Regions from separate parts of the Mus musculus genome. Here region 1 is linked to region 2. Evidence: chromatin contacts called from public promoter capture Hi-C data. All regions are on one chromosome and are shown on one strand. The core of a region is the stretch at or near the end of the contact, and the rest is flanking DNA. Distances in the headings are between cores, read along the strand shown. Region 1 holds the start of Parp9 (poly (ADP-ribose) polymerase family, member 9). Region 2 holds the start of Adprh (ADP-ribosylarginine hydrolase).

The links. Promoter capture Hi-C pulls out the DNA fragments that hold promoters and counts their contacts.
Region 1: a promoter capture Hi-C map of pre-B cells shows a contact between it and region 2, with 3 times the contacts expected there. The contact joins the promoter of Parp9 here to the promoter of Adprh in region 2. A contact is called at or near these places in 3 of 39 promoter capture datasets (liver and pre-B cells) and 2 of 115 datasets of contacts at active chromatin or transcription factors (bone marrow-derived dendritic cells and large pre-B cells).

Annotation. Positions count from the first base shown.
Region 1 is chr16:35,933,544-35,939,894 of GRCm38.p6, forward strand. It overlaps Parp9 (poly (ADP-ribose) polymerase family, member 9), which reads left to right and starts at 4,927. Exons shown (of 11, transcript NM_030253.3): 1 at 4,927-5,517. Dtx3l (deltex 3-like, E3 ubiquitin ligase) reads right to left here and starts at 5,484. Exons shown (of 5, transcript NM_001013371.2): 1 at 5,151-5,484; 2 at 2,834-3,084; 3 at 1-256. The coding sequence starts at 5,334.
Region 2 is chr16:38,450,180-38,455,795 of GRCm38.p6, forward strand. Adprh (ADP-ribosylarginine hydrolase) reads right to left here and starts at 2,510. Exons shown (of 4, transcript NM_007414.3): 1 at 2,350-2,510; 2 at 1-304. The coding sequence starts at 262.

The DNA of each region.
Region 1 (6,351 bases), core at 3,677-6,176, 2.5 Mb before region 2:
CATCGGGAGGTGTGTGTTTCTGTGGGGCGCACTTCCGTTTCTGCTCGCTTCCCTTCCGTTTCTGCTCCCGTTCCAAAAGCTGCTCACTCAAGAAGTGATGTATCTTTTCAATATCTTTGAAGTTGCCACACACCTTCTTAATTCCATCACTACCCTCCATGCTTTTGATGATGTGAGGGCAGACAGTGGTTATAGATGCTCTCTGCTCTTTAGAGAGCAGGTCACAGTTCAGCTCAGCGGTCACAGCAAGAAAGATCTGAAGGTTTAAGAAGAAGGTACAAATAAGATGTCTCAGAATATCCACCCCTTTGCAGAAAGGCACCCAGAAATTATACCATCTTTTTTTTATTAGCGGTGACTGACTTCTTAAGTCCCCTGAGAGGAGCTACAAGTGAGGCTTGCCAGCCCCCTTTGCACATTAGACTCACCTTGGGGGTGCGGTGGGGAGGGAGCAGTGTCTAAACATGAATTAATCAACGAAAGCCAAGGCCAGACCTCATTGCAGAGGCTCATACAACTGGTTTGCAAGGAAGCCTGGGCATGAACATTTTCTAACACTCAATGGCCAAGAGATCGGTGTCTAGAGCTGCCACAGTCTGCTTGACCCTTGAGGACTAAGGGTTGAGAAAAGACAACTCCTTGAAGCTGCTGTGGTTCTCAAGAAAGAGTTTGCGAGCTTTGAACTTCAAAGGTAGCTCTAAATCCAAGATGGAGTCGCCTAGCGTTGTCTCACCCTGTTTTTTTCTTACTTACTCTCTTACTTTAAGAAAACCCCAAAGCAGCCAGGAGGTGGTGGCATAAGCCTTTAATCCCAGCACTCAGGAGGAAGAGGCAGAGGATCTCTGTGTTTGAGGCCAGGCTGGCCTAAATAGAGACCAGGATAGCCAGGACTACATAGAGAAACTCTGTCTTGAAAAAACAAACAAACAAACAAACAAACAAGAAAACCAAATACAATAAAAGGAAAACCCTAGTGCATGGAACACTTAACTCATGGAAAGTTACTAAGTCTTTTAAACCTTGGTTTTTTAAAAGTTCAGTGATGAGTTAGAAATACCAGATTTGGATAAAAAGGATACAGGCAAATTGAATGTAATATAAAAGCAACATTTCTGATGATTGGTTCCCACTCAGAGTTTTTCCAGATGCTCTCTAGTCCACAGAGAGCATTTTCTTCTCTAGATTAGAGCCTCAGGGTATTTCCAGAATCAGTCTTTCCCACACCTCCATCAGGACCACCTAGAATCTAGGATGTCATCCACCTAGCCCACTGCAGCCACTGACCTTGCATCCTGGCTTCTTCAATGCCTGGGCTTCAGTGCAGCAGCCAGAGCGATCCTTGACAAATACAATCTGGATCCTGCACCACCGGGGCCCCAAAACATCAGGCGAAGCTCCACAGCGGAAGTTCAAACCCTCAGCTCTGCCTTCACAGTACCCTTTCACGTGCCCAGCCTCTCACGTGCCTCTCTTGCTCACTGCCTGCTCCCTACTCTTGCCTCACTGAGACTTCTGAGTTCAAGACATCAATTCCTGGGAGGTCTGTGCATGCGTTTCCCTCAGCCTGGAATGTCCTAATTACAAAGCCACACAGCTTTTCTTACTTACTCTCTTTTCATTTATTCCTGATTTTTAGATGAAGCATCATTTGGATCTGTGTGTCTCTTCGTTTGCGCCCTATTTATGAGAGTGTTTCTGCCACTGTCACATATCTGCCTTTATTCTTCCTGCACTTGTTGCTGGAAAGACTTTTATTATAAATCTATTTACTATTCTTTGCTTCCCTTACTAGATAGCTAAGGGCCCTAAGAGCAGTCTGCAATGTGTCTGTGTCCCCAGCCCCTACAACACTGCCTGGCACACAGAAAATAGTCTCTATTTGGAAAACACATTTTTTTTTTTTTAAATAGCTGATGCACTCTTATCATTTAAGCCTCAGGCTAAATGTCACTTCATCAAGAAGTTCTCCCATTGTCCCCTTGCAAGCCCTCACCCTGCTCTTCTCTGAGACAAAACTCTGTTTTTAATTCTTGCATGTCTTAGTCTTGGAAGTACTTCTACTCAGCTCATTGCTTCCTGTCTGCACACCCAACACAGGCTGCATGAGGATGGGAATCTTGTCTCTGTGCCTCTGTAGTCCAGTGCCTAGACCAGTGCCTCGCCTGGAGCTAGCCCCTGGGACAAGGTTGTTAGACCAAAAAGGCAGAGGCGGTGACCACAGAAGCAGTTGTAGAAACAGTGCCAGCTTGTGGGTTCCCAAAGCTGTGAGACCAGGGGTGCCAGTCAGGAGCAAGAGTGAGGTCCAGATACGTTTGAACCTGAAAATCACATCTGGAGACCCGCAGACTCCAGGACTGCTTCCTCCTTGGTCGGAACCAGGATGTCCCAGTGCACAGGAGCCTTATGACCCCCACCTCCACCACTCGAGGCAGTCTTGTAGCCTGGTGGCTAGATCACAAGTTAAACTTCCTCTCTCCTTAAAAGGACATGTCCAGCAAGCAAGCACCTGGAATTCCTCTTCACACAAATAAAGCATTCCCCAGCATCTATGCCCCCAGCCAATGATGACACTCACCTCCGAAACCCCTACCCACTTCCGCAGGTTTATATAGCCCCTGTTCACCCCAATAAAGAGGGAGGTTTCCCTGAAAACCATGTCCAGAGAAGGCTGTTTCTCCCTAACTCAGGCTGGCTGAGATCTTGCTAATCCACCTGTACCAACTAAGCTTCATTCCTCCCTGTACAGTCCGGGGTGCACAAGGCTGCCCGAAAACACCGAGGGGAAGGGAGGAGCAGATGCCAGGGCAGCATCAGCTCCTCTGTCAACACTCACCTTTTGGACAACTGAGTCAACAGAGTTAGAAACGAGCCCGTCCTGGGGATGTATGTCATCACAAAGTGCTTCATCCAGAGACCCCGTCAAGGACGGAGGTCTGGAGCTTGGTGTCTCCACTGGCTGTGTCAAGGATGGGAGTCTGGGTCTCAGGTCCTCTACTGGCTTTTTAGTAGTTTCCAGGACAATGGTCACAGGTTTGTTATGGACCAACATCTCGTGTTCGCTCTTTTTCAACACTTTCTCCTTATCTTCAGGGGAGACATTAAACATACACATTCACACAGAAATAAGAGAGAATTTACATAGCTGATCCTCAGTATCCCTGTAGGTTGATTCTAGAAACGTCTGAGCATGCTACCTCCAGAGATGTCCCTAATAAGCTTAGGACTTTCACATAAGCTACCCATGTTCTCACATATGCTTTTTAGTTGTTCATTTTTTTGTTTTGTTTTATTTTTTGTTTTTGAGACCTTAGGTAGTCCTGGCTGTCCTGAAACTCCTGGTGTAGACCAGGGTGGCCTTGAACTCACAGAGATCTGCCTGCCCCTGCCTCCAGAGTGCTACAATTAAAGGCATGTGCCACTACTATAAATGCATTGGTTCGCCTTCCATAGACTTTATTTGAATAAACCATAGGGTATGGGACTGTTGTGTAAATTTTCTCAAGACTGAAACATTCCACCCTGCAAAGAAGTTCCTTAAGCAAGAAGGTAAACAACTCAAAATAGCTTCAGGAAATCCCAGAAACTGACCAGACTCATAGGCCCCTCCCTGAATGAATAAACAATAGAGACTGTTGGGAAGAGTCCTCCTGAGACTCCCAGAACAGAGCTGCTGTGAGGACTCATTAAAGGTCTGCATAGGAGACTCTTAGACAAAACAAGCTGTGAAGAAAACTTAAACCACCAGAGAAGCTGCCTGCAGGAAGTGAACTCTAAGCTCCACTTAGGAGGAAGTTTAGACCAACTGAGCCACCTGGAAAGAACACTCCCTAACCTATTGAGCTGCCTGTAGGTGTGCAGTGAGCTCCAGGTTCCCAGCTTTGTGAGCTGTCACCCATGCTAGGTGGGCTTTGGTGATGCAGTTGCCTTTGAGTCGTTTCCCATATTCCTGTAAGTAAATCCAATAACCAATACCAATGCAATAAGTAATGCATTGGTTCACCAAGTTGGCCCTTGGTGGTATCTGTTGTAGGCTCCTGGTCAAATGCATACAGAGGACCTGAACAGTTATTTCTGGCATTCTGGAATAGCAGGCTGGTGATAGGAGAAGCTAATCAGAACTCTAAAGAAGGGAGCTTAAGTTTTAGCATAGGAATATAATTTGGTTATTAGAAATCACATTTCTAGTCTGGGCATGCTGGTACACACTCACAATCTAGCACTTAAATGGTAGTGGTAGGGGTAGGGGTATTATGAGTTCAAGGCCAACCAATGGCACATGGCAAGATCCTGTCTCAAAGGGGTGGTGGTGGGGAAACCTATGTTTTGTAATGGTTTTGAATCTCTCATTTCAATGACATTGAATAATGGTTATTGTATAGTTAAATGGTGAAACCCCCGGCCCCCCAAAAGAAACAAGATCAAAAAGTTTAGAATGTATATTCATTTGCTGACTCTCAGAAAAGAATGCATGAAAATGCCCCCATTGAGGACATTAGTGTGGCACCACCTGCCTTTAATCCCAGTAGAGGAAGGAGGATCTCTGCGAGTTTGAGGTCAGCCTATGGAGCTAGTTCCAGGACAGACAAGGATACAAGGAATAACCCTGTCTCTAAAATCAACCAAACACACACACACACACACACACACACACACACACACACACACACACACCAAAAACCAAAACCAAAACCAAACCAAACCCCACCAAACTATCTTCAGATAATTTTTCTTTGACTTTCCTCTTTAAAGTCATATATTACTTTTGTAGTCCTTAAAAATAAGTCAACGGAATCTTTATTTACAACATTAAAATGGCTTGGAGTCGAGATCGGTGGTGGAGCACTTGCCTAGCGTGCACAAGGTTCTGGATTTCCTCCTCAATCCCAACCCCCACACTTTGTTTCTTCTCTCAACTGGGTCTGCTGGGAAATTCTCAGATGGAGTCGAACCGCGACCTCATCAGCGGCTGGACTCATACGAGGCTCTCTCCGCCACTGTGGGATGGAGGGAGTCTGTGGACCGCACTCTCCCACAGACAGAGAGCCACACTCGCGTGGGCTCTCGTCGGAAGCATGCAGGGATCGGTTTGGAAACCTGCTGGTTCTACCCTTGCACCCGAGCCTTGCCCTGTTTCCCCTGCCCCGGCTCACCTGCTTTTTTTAGGAACTTCACCTCGTAGGTGTCCGGGGCGCTGGGGCCCACGGGCTGGACAGAGCACTCCCCACCTCCCGAGGCCCGGCTCTGGAAGTATATCTCGAGCTTCCTGTGCGCCTTGGGGATGGACTCCCGCAGCCGTACGAGTAGCGGGGACGGCGGGTCGGGACTGGAAGCCATGGCTATCCGCGTCTGGCTCGTTTGGGGCTCAGGGGCGCTGCACAGACAGGGAAGAGCAAAGGCGAGCCCTGCCCTAAAGACCCGAGAGGCAAAGTTTCAGTTTCGATTCCCCAGAAGGTCCCTCCTTGTTCTCCGCAGAGCCGCCGCCTGTCTTGCTCTGCCATCTCTCAGAGCCATCACCCGGTGAGTAGTTCGCACGCTCGGCGGTGGGCGCTCAGAGGAAGTTTCCCTACGGTGGCAGGTCGCCCTTCTATTCTTGCAGGATCGGAAGTTTGGCGGGAACCCGGATCCCAGGTTCAGGCCTCTCAAGGGTGGAGCGGAATAGAGGGGTAAAGAGTTTCACCTGTTTGTACTTTTTGAAATGATTGTTGTAACTAGTATTTACTGAGATGCGGTTCTGATTTCAAGTGGAGAGAGTTTACCTGCTTGGTGACCTGTACTTTTCCTGTTAGCTGGGCACCTTAGGGATTTTCTGCTCGAGGGCCTTAAGTTAGCGAATAGCACAGATCGGCTTGCTTCCCTGAGTCCCTAGAGAGGGAGGTAACGAGGAACTGAGCACAGAAGCAGTCAGTACCTGTGAACAAAGCAAAAGCCAAAGAGCAGGTTTCAAGAGGTATCTTAAGGGGTTGGGGGAGGGGAGGAAAGTATTCTAGGCTGGGACAGCAGTAGCCTAAAGTCCAGAGGGCTGGGTTCCAGGCCAGGGAGAGGAAGAGGAAGGGTCTGTAAGATCTATAGCGTCAACAGAAATAAAGTGGGGATTATGTGTGTTAATTCTAAAGGTTAACACCATAGTTTAGCTCATAGGTGATGGTTAATCTTGGTTGTCATTTTGACTGCGTCTGGAATCAGCTAAAACCCCAGCTAGCTGGGTAGTGCTTGTGAGCGATTTTCTTGATTGGGTCTTTTGAGACTGGAAGACCCGCCCTAAATCTGGGTCACGCGTCCTGGTAGCAGCCTATATAAAAGGACAAGGAAAAAGGAAGTTTTGCTTTTGGCCTGCTTGCCTCAAGACAGACA
Region 2 (5,616 bases), core at 1,260-3,759:
GTAGGGAATACAGCCGAGGCAAATCCGGGGACTGGCCGGCTTCCATGAGGGCCTCCGCTGTGGCCAGGTGCATGACGGTATCATCACTGACTCTCCATCGTGCCACATCTATGGCTTCCAAGTCACCCATCTGGGCCAACTGCTGGTGTATCGTCTCCCCATCCCGAATGAACTCCCACTTCCCGTTGAAGTAGCCCAAGGTATCTCCAGCCGCGCTCAGCACCATGGCAGCCACATACCTCTCAATCAGCCCCCCACCCATGCTGAGCTTGGCACAGGCGGGCTTATGGGGCAACGGAGACTCCTGGAGAAGAGCAGAGGAAGATGAATCGGAAAACAAACATCTACACTCTCCCCACAGGCCCTGCCTTAAGCCTAACCCATTCGATCGTCTTCTATGAGGGATTTGCTGCTCGAGGGTCTTAAGCAAGAGTAAGTCAGTCATCGTGGAGAGAATGCAGCTCTGTAAATATTAAGAGAACTGAATCAGGCCACAGAGCTAGCGGGGAGGGCTGGGACTCTATCACAGCCCAAAGCTCGACTCCAAAGCTTGTCTCCAGCTGTGTCGTGGTCTCTCGAGGAGTGGCCAGCCCATTAAAACCCACAGGTCAAGCCAGGCCTGCCATCTTCTCCATCACCTGATATTCGCTTTGGAAGATCTCTCTCTCTTTTGTGCGGAGAGTGACACTACAGCTAACTGTTTACAGATGAGGAAATGGAAGCTAAGTTTACATAATCAATAGGTACAGACCATGGAATCCGACCTAGTTCCCTGCCGCCAGAATGCTTCATATTACATGGTCTGGGCCCTGGCCTTAACTTTGGGCTCAGGTAAAGTGATAATGGAAAAACCCAGATGTGTAATGAGGGATGAATGAATGAATGAATGAATTTCCATAAAGTACATAGTGAGCACAACTTTGTGATTATTTTTATTATCCATCTACAACCAATTCTATAAGCAATTTTCCCTTTACCAGCAATATTTAAAAATTTTTAAATGATTTAGTTTTATTTACATATTCTAGTTTATATTCAGTTTTATTTACATACTCTAGTTTTTTGGCTTCACTGGTATCTGTGTGAGGGTGTTGGGCCCCCTGGAACTGGCTCTGTGAGCTGCCATGTGGGTGCTGGGAATTGAACCTGAGCCCCTCTGGAAGAACAGCCAGTGCTCTCAAACTGCTGAGCCATGTCTCCAGCCCCTTGTCTGTCTTCTATATGGTAAAAGTTCTATAGTGCCGGGCTGCAAATGCTATTCCCACCACAAATGAAATCCTTGCTAAAGCCCTGGCTTCCCGGTGTACACATTTTCTACTCTACTCAGGCCAGGGCTCCATGACACCCATTCCGTGTGGTGATTCAGTGTTCCACTGTCTGCCCCCTCCACGCACCCAGCCTCCCCATGAACAGGGGCAAACACTCTTAGGGGCAAAAAGACCTAGCTCACCCCTGCCCTCAGCCCAAGCTCTTCCCATCCACCTGTCTTTCTTCCTCTAACCGCCATTTTAGGTTTAGTTCAAGCCCAGGTACCTCCACCATCCATCTAGTCACACTGCTCAGGTCTAGGGCACAGGCCAGCAGAGACCTGGAGAAGCAGTTAAGGGTAAAGATCTGGCTTTTCCATGCTTGATCCTGATTACATGTGTGTGTGTGTGTGTGTGTGTGTGTGTGTGTGTGTTGTGTGTGTGTGGTGTTGTGTGTGTGTGTTTTATGTATAAATAACGGCTAGGAACTAGAGTTCTGTAGTCTCTTGTGTTAGCTCTGTGACCACTAACAATCCTCTCACGCTGGAGTTTCCCATCTGTTTCCCATCTGTGGGGGAGGAAGGCCTCGTTCTCCGAGGTCCTGTTTTGGCCCAGGTTTTCGAAGCCCTAGCTTTGTTAACCTCTGAGAACTAAGGACTAACGCCCCCACCTTCTCCTCCCAATGCTCCAGGTTCCCTTTTTGAGCTCTCCATGGAAGAGTGTGGGAACCTACGGAGGAAGTAGCCAGTATCTTTTCTCTTTGAAATTCCTTTTCACCTTGGCACATGCATCCATCCTGGCCCAGACCCACCCTTCAGAAGTCATTATTCCTTAACCCACTCTAAACGGGCACAGGTGACAAAGCCATCAAACTATACAATCAAAGCCGAAGTACACTTCGGGATTTCCCATTGGTTTCCTGGCCTGGGTAGAAAGAGGAATAGGGAGAGGGGATGAGGGGAGGGGAGGCCGCGATGCACTCAGGAAAGTCTTGGTGGCCACTTTGAGGACACTGGCCTAGCACCAGTCTGGAGGTGAGAGCGGGACCGAGCGGGTACTAAGGTCAGTAAGAGGAGAGTGGCTCGGGGACTCCTGGCTGTACCTGCTGAGGCGGAGCTGAGAGCGTGGGGCGGGATCGGGGTGGTCCAGAGCCGAGGGCAGGATTGCCCGAGCTGGAGGCGGGGTACCGGGCGCAGGAGTCCTGCTGTGGGCACCCAAGCCAAAAGCCGAACAGGGGCGGAGCCGCGGGCCGGGCGGGTCGCTGGCGCACAGCGGCTTCCGGCGGAGCTGCGTCCTCCCGCGTCCTCCGCACTGGACGGAAGGAGGAAGGGGCGGTGCTGGGGGCGCCCAAGCCTTGCGCATCAGCTCGGGAACCGCTCCGCGCTGCGTGTGGGCCGAGTGGAGTGGTGTCCGGCCAGCCTCGTGCTCGCCCTGCCAGGGTTCTGCCCTGCCAGGGTTCTGCCCCGCGGACCGTTGGACTCCCAGAGCCTGGTACCCACCGCCCAGAGCGGCTTGGGCTCACCGATTCTAACCCTAGTCCGTTCAGCCGTGGTTCTGCGTGCTCTCCACAGAAGGGTTTCAAACGGGAGCTTAGAGGGGAACTCTTAAGGTTCTTTCCCCTAAATTATGACTCTGGATTTGTTAAAACCCTAAGGTGGCAATGGCGGCGTTGAGCCCAGATGTCAGGTTCCGAGAATAAACGTGTGCCAGTGAACACTCCCCCGTACCCTCGACCCAGCTCGGTACAGCCTCGTCTCCGGAAAGGCACAAATCGGGCCTTGTGCTTAAATGGAGTATCTGCTTCTATACAGTGACCCTGACGCACATCAAAGATCCTGCTTTGACTCCTTAGACTTAAGATCAGAACATGTCTGCTCAAAAATTTCAGACCTACTCCCAAGAACTCACATCCCCTCTTCTATGTCTTCAAAACAGAAAAAAAGGAAAGACTTATCTGGGAAGGAAACTTGAACTGAACATTTAACATCTATTAATTTTGGCGTTGGTGACTCTATTCTTGTGTAAATAAATCTATTAATCACAATAATAAAGGAGGTGTTCACGTGGAGTTTAGGGACTTTTATTAAGCAAAAATAAATTGATAAGTCATAGGAAAGTTAATATATTTAATAAATGTGTGTGTGTTGCTTGGAAGGGTAAGCATCAAATTGCAAATAATTAGAAGAGGAACAAGAAGCTTTCCGAGTAAAGAGAGGAATGAAGGAAAATTAAATTTTGATTTATTTTTTGAGACTAGGCTGGTCTCAAACTCGTGATCCTCCTGCCTCTACCTTTAGAATGCTAGAATTTCAGTCTTACAACACCACACCTAGTTTATATCTTTTAGAATATTTTTTCTATATTATATCTAAAGATATTTTAGAGAAAAATAGAAACTAGATGTTACCCCTGATACATATATCAGTCTTTATGGTATGCATATGATTTTAAAACAATGGGGTCATTTTTTAAATAGAATTTTATATCCTTTCTTAAAAACTGGCTTTATCAACTACTAATGTGACTCCAAATGTCCACAAACATTAACACTTCCACAATAAGCCAACTTCTAGTTTGATACAATAAAAAGGGTGAGGCCCTGGGGTCCAGCTGCTCTCTCACCAGATCGCGGTTAAAACTGTTTTAAAAGAGAAAAGATTCACTGAGGATCAGAAAACAGAACAGTCCAAGACAGCTTTGACACTGCATAGACCCAAATGTGTTGAGTGCGGATGACACTGTAACACTATGAGTGTTCTGACTGATAAAGCTTAGGGACCGTGCACTAGCACCCCTGCACACTGACAGGAAGTAGTTCATATGCAGGGTGGGTTGGACTCTCTAACAGAGACTAACAGTGGAACAGCAGCAAGGGCCAAAGGAGAACAGAGCACAGGATAGACCAGAAAACTCCTCAGAATAATAAACGCAGAGAGTGCGGAAACTGGAAAGCCAGGGACGGAGACGTGGAAAGCCAAAAGCAGCTGCTATGTGGTCCATTCAGGAAGACTAAGATGATATCTGAGCAGCTAACTGTATGTCCTCTTGGCTGGACCACAGCACCCAGATTGTTCAAATCTTCCTCCAGATGGGAAGGTATTTTACAGCCGAGATTAGCTTTTATATCAATAAACATGAGGTACAGTGGATTATCCTCCATAATGTGGGCAGGCCTCATTGAATCACTTAAAGATCTTAAGAGAGAGGACTCCCCTCCCCCTGGAAAAAGAGAATTCTGCTAACTGACAGCCTTAGAGGTACAGAAGGAGACTCTACCTCGACACAATGGCAAAAGTAGAATGCACATGTCCTTAAAAATAGTTTACGTCATCAGACGGCACCTCCATGGGAGTATTTGTTCAACTCATCCCATTCTAGTGAGGAAACACAGACCAGTTAAGAGAGTTCCTTGGAGTTTGTGTGATCTGGTTATGCAAAAAGAATCAGGCCTGGGGCCCATAATTAGCCTTCCCATTCCCATACTGCCGCTTAGAAAAAAAAAATCACAAAATGACTTGCAGCTAAACACTGGTTATGTTAAAGGCACATAGCCTGATTTTTATATTCTATGTTCCTCCCCTTCCCCAGTAGTCTTAAGCATCTTGTAAATATAAAACTTGTAAAGAAAAATATCGGCATGGTGGTGGCACACACCTTTAATCTCAGCACTCGGGAGGCAAAGGCAGGCGGATTTCTGAGTTTGAGGCCAGCCTGGTCTACAAAGTGAGGTCCAGGACAGCCAAGGATATACAGAGAAACCCTGTCTCGAAAAACAAAACAAAACGAAGCAGGCAGTAATTACAGTGAATAAACGGGTGGGGGGAGGCTTGGTGACAGAGACACTTGATGAACTGGCAACTGAATGTTAGGAAAAGCTTAACCCTTCGAAGCAGAACAGAAAGACAGCAGGGGAAGTCCTTCTTGTTTGTCTCCACAGGCCAGGGCTTCCCAACCTTTGGTAGAGACCTGCCAGTACATTTTGAAATCTTCTCTGGTGACTTCCTAGCCAAGGGCTTCCGTTGCTGCATTCCCACTTTTGTTGGATTCCCCCACCAGACGGGCAGCCCTCCTGGCTCCCCAAACCCACTTCATTTCCCGAACTTGCAAAAGGCCTTCCATGCTCCAACCACAGCTACTCACTGAGGAACTTCACTGGCCACGGGGCTCTCACAGAGAACGCAGCCTTCAGGGGAGAACAAAAACAAGAACGGGGTGTTTGTCAGGTGATTTTTCTTCCACGGCCCCTGTGCCCCACGGCCTGCACTGATCAACCTGGACCCACCACTGTAAGTCCGCTCTCACTGCTGTCTCTAGAAGACTTCCGGACACACTGCAGTAGAGAAAATTCTAGAAGGAGACATTCAGCTGC